Linked DNA regions of Muntiacus reevesi: region 1 is linked to region 2. Evidence: chromatin contacts called from public Hi-C data. All regions are on one chromosome and are shown on one strand. The core of a region is the stretch at or near the end of the contact, and the rest is flanking DNA. Distances in the headings are between cores, read along the strand shown. Region 1 holds the start of SS18L2 (SS18 like 2). Region 2 holds the start of RPL14 (ribosomal protein L14).

Region 1 (3,148 bases), core at 274-2,773, 1.4 Mb after region 2:
TGGCTCAGTGGTAAAGAATCCACCTGCCAACACAGGAAACACAGGAGACATCTAATGTTCGATCCCTGGGTCGGAAAGATACCCTGGAGAAGAAAATAGCAACCTATTCCAGTATTCTTACCTGAGAAATCTAATGGACAGGGAGCCTGGCGGGCTATAGTCCATGGGGTCGCAAAGAGTTGGACATGGCTGAGCACGCTCGCGCGTGCGCACACACACACACACACACACACACACACACACAATATTATACACCAGGCACTATGCTATGACTTATGATATTTAATGCTCATAACTATCTATGAGGTGGGCATAATCTACACTGGACAGATGGGGAAATGGTAGTTGTAAAGCTCAAGTGGTAGAGCTAGTATTCCACCCCAAACTTCCTACTCAAAAATACTGGAAAGCCTGTGATCGTTCCAGTACACTCTGTGTCTCTAAATCCAATCTTTGGGATTACAGCAACTCTATCTTGCTAAAACATTTCCTTTCCCTGGAGCATTCATACTTAGAATGAATCAGAGATCTGCTAATAGAAGGAGCCAAGACCTAGGGTTACACTAGCTACAACTGCTCCTCACTCATTGTATTCCTTTGGATAAGTCACTTTTTCTCTCTGATCAGCAGTCATCTTTGGATGCTTTTGATCTCTGAGGCTCTTTATAAGGATAAAAAGCTTTGGGACCCCAAGATGTTCTTTGTGTTGTAAACACAAACTTTTAGAGCTATAACAACATTGCCTAAAATGTGTTTTCCAGGGCAAACCATTATGTCAATTTAATTCTATTTAGCAATAAGGAAGTATTCAATTATTTACATTTTCATTTTACTAAAATTATCTCTATCAGAATCAATTCCTTTCTTTGTAAATTTAATGAAAATTGACCCTATCCACTGTCTGAATTTTATTTCTTTTCTGACCGTGTCACAAATTTCACCAATTACTTTTCACCACTGGGAATATTCTTTGGTGGCTTTGATGTCCACAAACCTAATTAAGCACCGAAGTGCTTAATCCTTCTGACACTGGAATCTAGACGTAATCCTATATCCCGCACATATGCTCATCACCTCCGACAACTGATGTTCACAAAAGCTGGTCTACTAAACTCAGTATCTGGTAAACCAAGTCTTACAAGATCTGCACGCTAAGGGAAGTTTGTTTGTTATTAAAATACTCTGACGTGAGGTTCGTGGATAATTAAGTAAACAATCATCCCATCATTCGGACACACCCCGTCTCCTCCCACTGTGGGCAGCGCTCCACCGGCAACTGGCAACTGAGGGTTCCCATAGGCTCGCACCTTGGGTCGTCCCGGAGTCAGGAGAGCAGCTGGCGGCAGAAAGGGGAGCTGAGACTTCGGGAAGCCCCAAGAAGCCCTGGAGAGCTAAACCGGGCCAGAGGGCCGGACGGGCCGGGGTAGGGGGGCTCCGCTTCCAGGCCCGCCCTGCGCCACACCCGACCCCGCCTGCTCTCGGCTAACGGACCGCAGCGCCCGCCTCAGCCCGCCAGCCCTCACCTCGCCCCGACAGCGGCCTCCGGGAGTCGGCGCCCTCCCGCCGAGCCACCCTCTGCCTCCTCTGCAATCAGCCCACCCGGCAGACCTGGCCCGGGTCACAGGCAGCCCAGGCACAGGCAGACGACCCTGCGCATGCGTGAGTCTTGAACCACAACATCCCTCTGCCCCCGCTTATTCGCTGGTGCCGAGCAACACCCACACCCAAACCGACCAATCCTGGCGCGCCTCCACTGCCGGGTCCCGGAGGAGTCTTGAATGAAGTACTGCTTAAAGGGCTTCGACCCAAATATAGATTGGGCATCGCTGGGGCGCGCCTTCCAACTTTCCTCGCGTCTCCCGGTTCTCACCCGCGTGAGTCTGAGGTCCAAGTATATAATTCCCACGTCCGGAGGTGCGAAGAGGCTTCGCAGTTTAAGCTTAGTTTCTGCCGGGTTCTGATGTGTGGAAGTAGGGAGGTTCCGCGTGACGGCGCGACACGCCCGGGGCGTGGGTTCAGCTATTTGCTGGGCGAGAGGCCCGAGATAGGCAAACCAAAGATCACAGCCTGCTGCCAGCCTGGATGAGGTGCCAAAGTCCGGTCCCAAGGGATACACTCCAATCTGGGGGGCGGACGTACTGATAGACTGGTGATCAGCTGAAAGGAGATGAGGAACGACGGTTCATCCATTTATTCATTTTACAAATTGTAAGCACCTGCTGCGAACCAGACACTATGCCAGTCACTGCGGACAAAACGAGTAACTCCTGACACTAAAACCTATATTAAGAAAGGAGAGAAGAGTGACAGAACCCATACTGCAATATACAACACATGTTTAAGTACAAACTGAGCTATGTATTCTCGGAGAGGAGCACTGGTTTTGAAAGGATTTACTGGAGCTTCTGGCCTGGATTTGGTGGTTCCAGGAGGCTTCCTTGACACTGGATGAGTAGTAGCTAACGAGGCAAAGGGTGGAAGAGTGCTTCAGACAGAGAAATGTATAAAGAACTCTGTGTGGACTATGGCAGGGCTCCTTGAAAGATGAAAACCAACCCTGGGTTGGGGAGTGGTGAGGGGAGGTGGGTGGGGAGTTGTTTAATAGGCACAGGCTTTCATTTGGGGAAAATGAAAAAGTTCTGGAAATGGATAGTGGTGATGTTTGCACAACAATGTAATGTACTATATATCACAGAACTGTACATTTAAAAATGGTGATAATGGTAAGTTTTGTGTTATGTATATTTTGTCACCAAAAAGGAAAAAAAAAAAAAACCTCAGAGTTTACAGAGTAAAGAAGTAGAGTGAAAGCCACTAGAGACTAGAAGAGGTAAGATCATGTAAGATATTGGAGGCCATAGTAGAATTTGGGACAGGTGAAAACTGATTGGATTTATATTTTGTAGAAATCACTTTGGCTGCTGACATTAAGATCAAAATGGAGAAGGCTCTTGGAAACTGTGGTAGGGCCAGTTGGGAAGTCAATGCAGTTGTCTGGACAAGAGAAGATGAAGCTAGAGTTTAGGCTAGAACAGTGTGAAGCAGAAGAGCACTGGGCAATCTGGGTAGAGACTGGGCAGAGAAATGTAGAAGTGAAATCAATAGGACTTGGTGATGAATTGGATGTGAAAGGGTGACAAAGTAGCTT
Region 2 (3,391 bases), core at 487-2,986:
CAAGGATGCGTTGCCATTTTTCAAAGAGAAAGACGGGGACCACATTGTAGGAAGAGGGGGCTGATTACATGAAAAGTCCCGAAACTTGTTAACTATTGCGATATTAGGGGTAAAGGAGGCAGAATGCCCAGAGAGAAAAAACCTAGGAAGGGGTTGGGATTAGACTATGGAGGCCTTGAATTGCTGGGGAGTTAGGACTTTATCCTGTAGATTGGGTCAGCGTTCCCAAGTTTTTTTGGCACCAGCGACAAGTTTCGGGGAAGATAACTGCTCCCCTCCTGCTGTGAGTTCTGGTTGCGGGGAATTGGGGACCCCTGGATTATGTGGTGAAAAATGGACTTTTGGAGTACGTAAAACAAGTGGGACATAATCATTTAGTGAACTCTAGAAAAATAACTGGGGAATCCCAGTCTTTCCCAAAGTATTCAGTGAACGACTTGGGGAGCTTGTTTATTAAATGCAAATTCTTGCTCCTCTGCAGACCTGCAGATCAAGATTCTCTGATTGTAGAGTTAGGAAATGTGTTTGGGGGAAATAAATGCACAAATCATAAAGGTAGAGATTTGAATGTTCACAAACTGAACACACTCGTGTAACCAACACCCAGATGAAGAAACTCACCAGCAGCTCAAAAACCCCGCTTCCCCCTCCAAGCAACTGCTGCCTGCACCAGGGGTAAAAATGACCAACATAGATTAGTTTGCCTGATTTGAATTTTCTATAAATGAAATTACAGAGCATATACTGGAGACCTATAAAACAAATAGCCTGTATTTTTAAATGTCAGTAACACAGATAGGTTTATTACAGATTTTAAAAGATCAGATGTAACTAAATGCAGGTTGTAACCCTTCACAAGATTATAAGCCCTGAAGACTTTTTTCATTTGCTGCCAATGACATAAACGGAACAATTGCTAATAGTTAAATAAAGAGTGCAAATTAATAAATTAGGTGGGAATTTCCTGGTGATCCAGTGGTGAGGATCCTGGGCTTTCACTCTGGGTCAAGAGTCTGGACCCTTGGTCTGGGAACTAGGATCCTGCAAGCCTTGAGGCACAGCCAAAATAATACATACATACGTACATGTACATACATAAGTGTGTGTATATATATACACACATACATATAACTATTATTAACTTACTGAATTTTACTATTGTACTGATTATATAAAATTATGCCCTTGTTTCTAAGAAATATCACATTTAAGTGTAAAGGAACATCATGTCTGCAGTTTCCTCTCAAATGGGTCAAAAAAATTATTAAGCAACAGGATAATGTTAACATTTGGGAACTCGAAGTGACATGTTTAGGGGGATTACTTATACTTCTTCTGTAACTTTTCTGTAAAGTTTTAATTCTTTTAAGAAGAAAGGTTAATAAAAATTAATGGGGTCACTTACGGAGAGAAAAAAAATCGTACTAAGACATCAGTAACATTTAGACGAATAGTGAAGAAAATATGGAAGAACGTTAAAAGATGAAGTCGAAAGGACTGCAAACAGTCACAAAGGAAAGCACAGCTTCTGTGCTCTCCTGCACCCTGAAGTCTTAAGAAACAGTTGCTCACGCGCTGTGTCGATTAAGCCAAACCCACGAAACCCAACCTCGAAAGCATAGCCGAGCTCCAGCAGACTCCGCCATGTTTTCCCAGTGACCATGTGTGCGTACGTGCGTACGTCCCAACCAATCGGTGCCCACGTCGGCGACTCGTTCACTACCGGGGCGGGGCGGTCTTCTACACATGCGCAAGGTTGGGCGGGCCTTCTTCCTTCTCGCTGAACGCCGCCAACATGGTGAGTATCGCCTGCGCGGGCTCCATGTCTGGCCCCTATACCGCTCCAGCTTTGCCTGGGCTGAGGGCCGGAGGCGAGCAGCGGCGCTCAGCGGATCTTAGGTATTGTGCAGTGAGGTTCCCCGGGTGGGCAAGACCACAAGAGTTGGGAGCTTTCAGGATGCGCGCCCGAGGAGCGCGTGGAGGGCCCGGCATGCCGGGCGCTCGCTGGGTCACGCGTGCGCGCTCTGGCCGCCCCCGCCTCGTCGTTTCGGCGGCCAGTCGCCTAGCCAGCCCGCCGTGGCCGAAGCAGAGCGTTGCATGGTGGTCTGGCCGTGCTGGCTTCGTGGACCTGGAGGCCAGCGGGAGCCTGACTTGCCACCGTTCCCTCTGTGGATTTCGTCCGTCCTGGTTGTCCCATGGCACTTCGGCGTGTTTTCCTCAACATTCTTTTTTCCTGTTTTTAGCCATACTCTAAGTTACAAAGACGGCAAACTGGATCGTAGTTTTAATCAGTCTCGCTGTTCTCTCTCCCCCCCCCGCCTCCCAATTTTAGGTGTTCAGGCGCTTCGTAGAGGTTGGCCGGGTGGCCTACGTCTCCTTTGGGCCTCATGCCGGGAAGCTGGTCGCGATTGTAGATGTTATTGATCAGAACAGGGTAAGTGTAAGGAAAAGTGTCACGGCTTCACATGGCACTGGAGGCAGTGTAGACGACAGAGGTAATGGTTTCAACGGCCCTCTTAAGATAGTACAATGGGTGGTAGTTTTAGTTAAACAGCCAGCGCAGATAAGGGTTACAGAGCAGAGGCTTGAATTGACCTGTATTGCTGGGTTTGAGTAATACTTCTGTCTTTTAAACTAGGCAGTTTTTTTTTTTTTAATAAATTTATTCACTTTAATTGGAGGCTAATTACTTTACAATATTGTAGTGGTTTTCCTATACATTGACATGAATCACCTACGGGTGTACATGTGTTCCCTGTCCTGAACCCACCTCCCACCCCATCCCATCCCTCTGGGTCATCCCAGTGCACCAGCCTCGAGTACCCTGTCCCATGCATCAAACCTGGACTGGCGATCCGTTTCACATTTGATAGTATACATGTTTCAGTGAAACTAGGCAGTTTTAAACTAAAGGTGGGCTAAAACATTGGCGAGATGTAAATCATTATGTTCAATGCGAATTTGGAACAAAGCCAGTCCCATAGAAAGCCCTTGTTTCCTGTTGTCACTACTTGAGCACCACAAACTAAGGGATTGAGCAAAGATAGTTTTTTTTGGTGGGAAGTGGAAGGATTAAAGACAAAACTATATGTTGGGTTCTATGCTTAACTATTACTGCTAAGTCCTTTTTTAACCTTTAAGAAAGATTTTAAGTATAAGAATTTGATGATTCTGAAAAGACTAATATTATGTAGGATATCTGCATTTTGAATGCTGTTACATTTTTATACTGAGATCCTTGATCTTACCTCTTCTAGGCTTTGGTGGATGGACCTTGCACTCAAGTAAGGAGACAAGCTATGCCTTTCAAATGCATGCAGCTCACTGACTTCATCCTCAAGTTCCCGCACAGGTAACTATCCAACTATCACCCCCTCCCATAGTTTTATTA

The links. A called contact is a pair of places that touch in the nucleus more often than the background predicts.
Region 1: a contact with region 2 is called in a Hi-C map of blood, with 4 times the contacts expected there. The contact joins the promoter of SS18L2 here to the promoter of RPL14 in region 2. A contact is called at or near these places in 2 of 3 Hi-C or Micro-C datasets (blood and muscle).

Annotation. Positions count from the first base shown.
Region 1 is chr4:74,302,035-74,305,182 of mMunRee1.1, forward strand. It overlaps SS18L2 (SS18 like 2), which reads left to right and starts at 1,524. Exons shown (of 4, transcript XM_065933111.1): 1 at 1,524-1,659. SEC22C (SEC22 homolog C, vesicle trafficking protein) reads right to left here and starts at 1,443. Exons shown (of 8, transcript XR_010662957.1): 1 at 1,308-1,443.
Region 2 is chr4:72,920,399-72,923,789 of mMunRee1.1, forward strand. It overlaps RPL14 (ribosomal protein L14), which reads left to right and starts at 1,737. Exons shown (of 6, transcript XM_065935253.1): 1 at 1,737-1,798; 2 at 2,333-2,434; 3 at 3,258-3,352. The coding sequence starts at 1,796.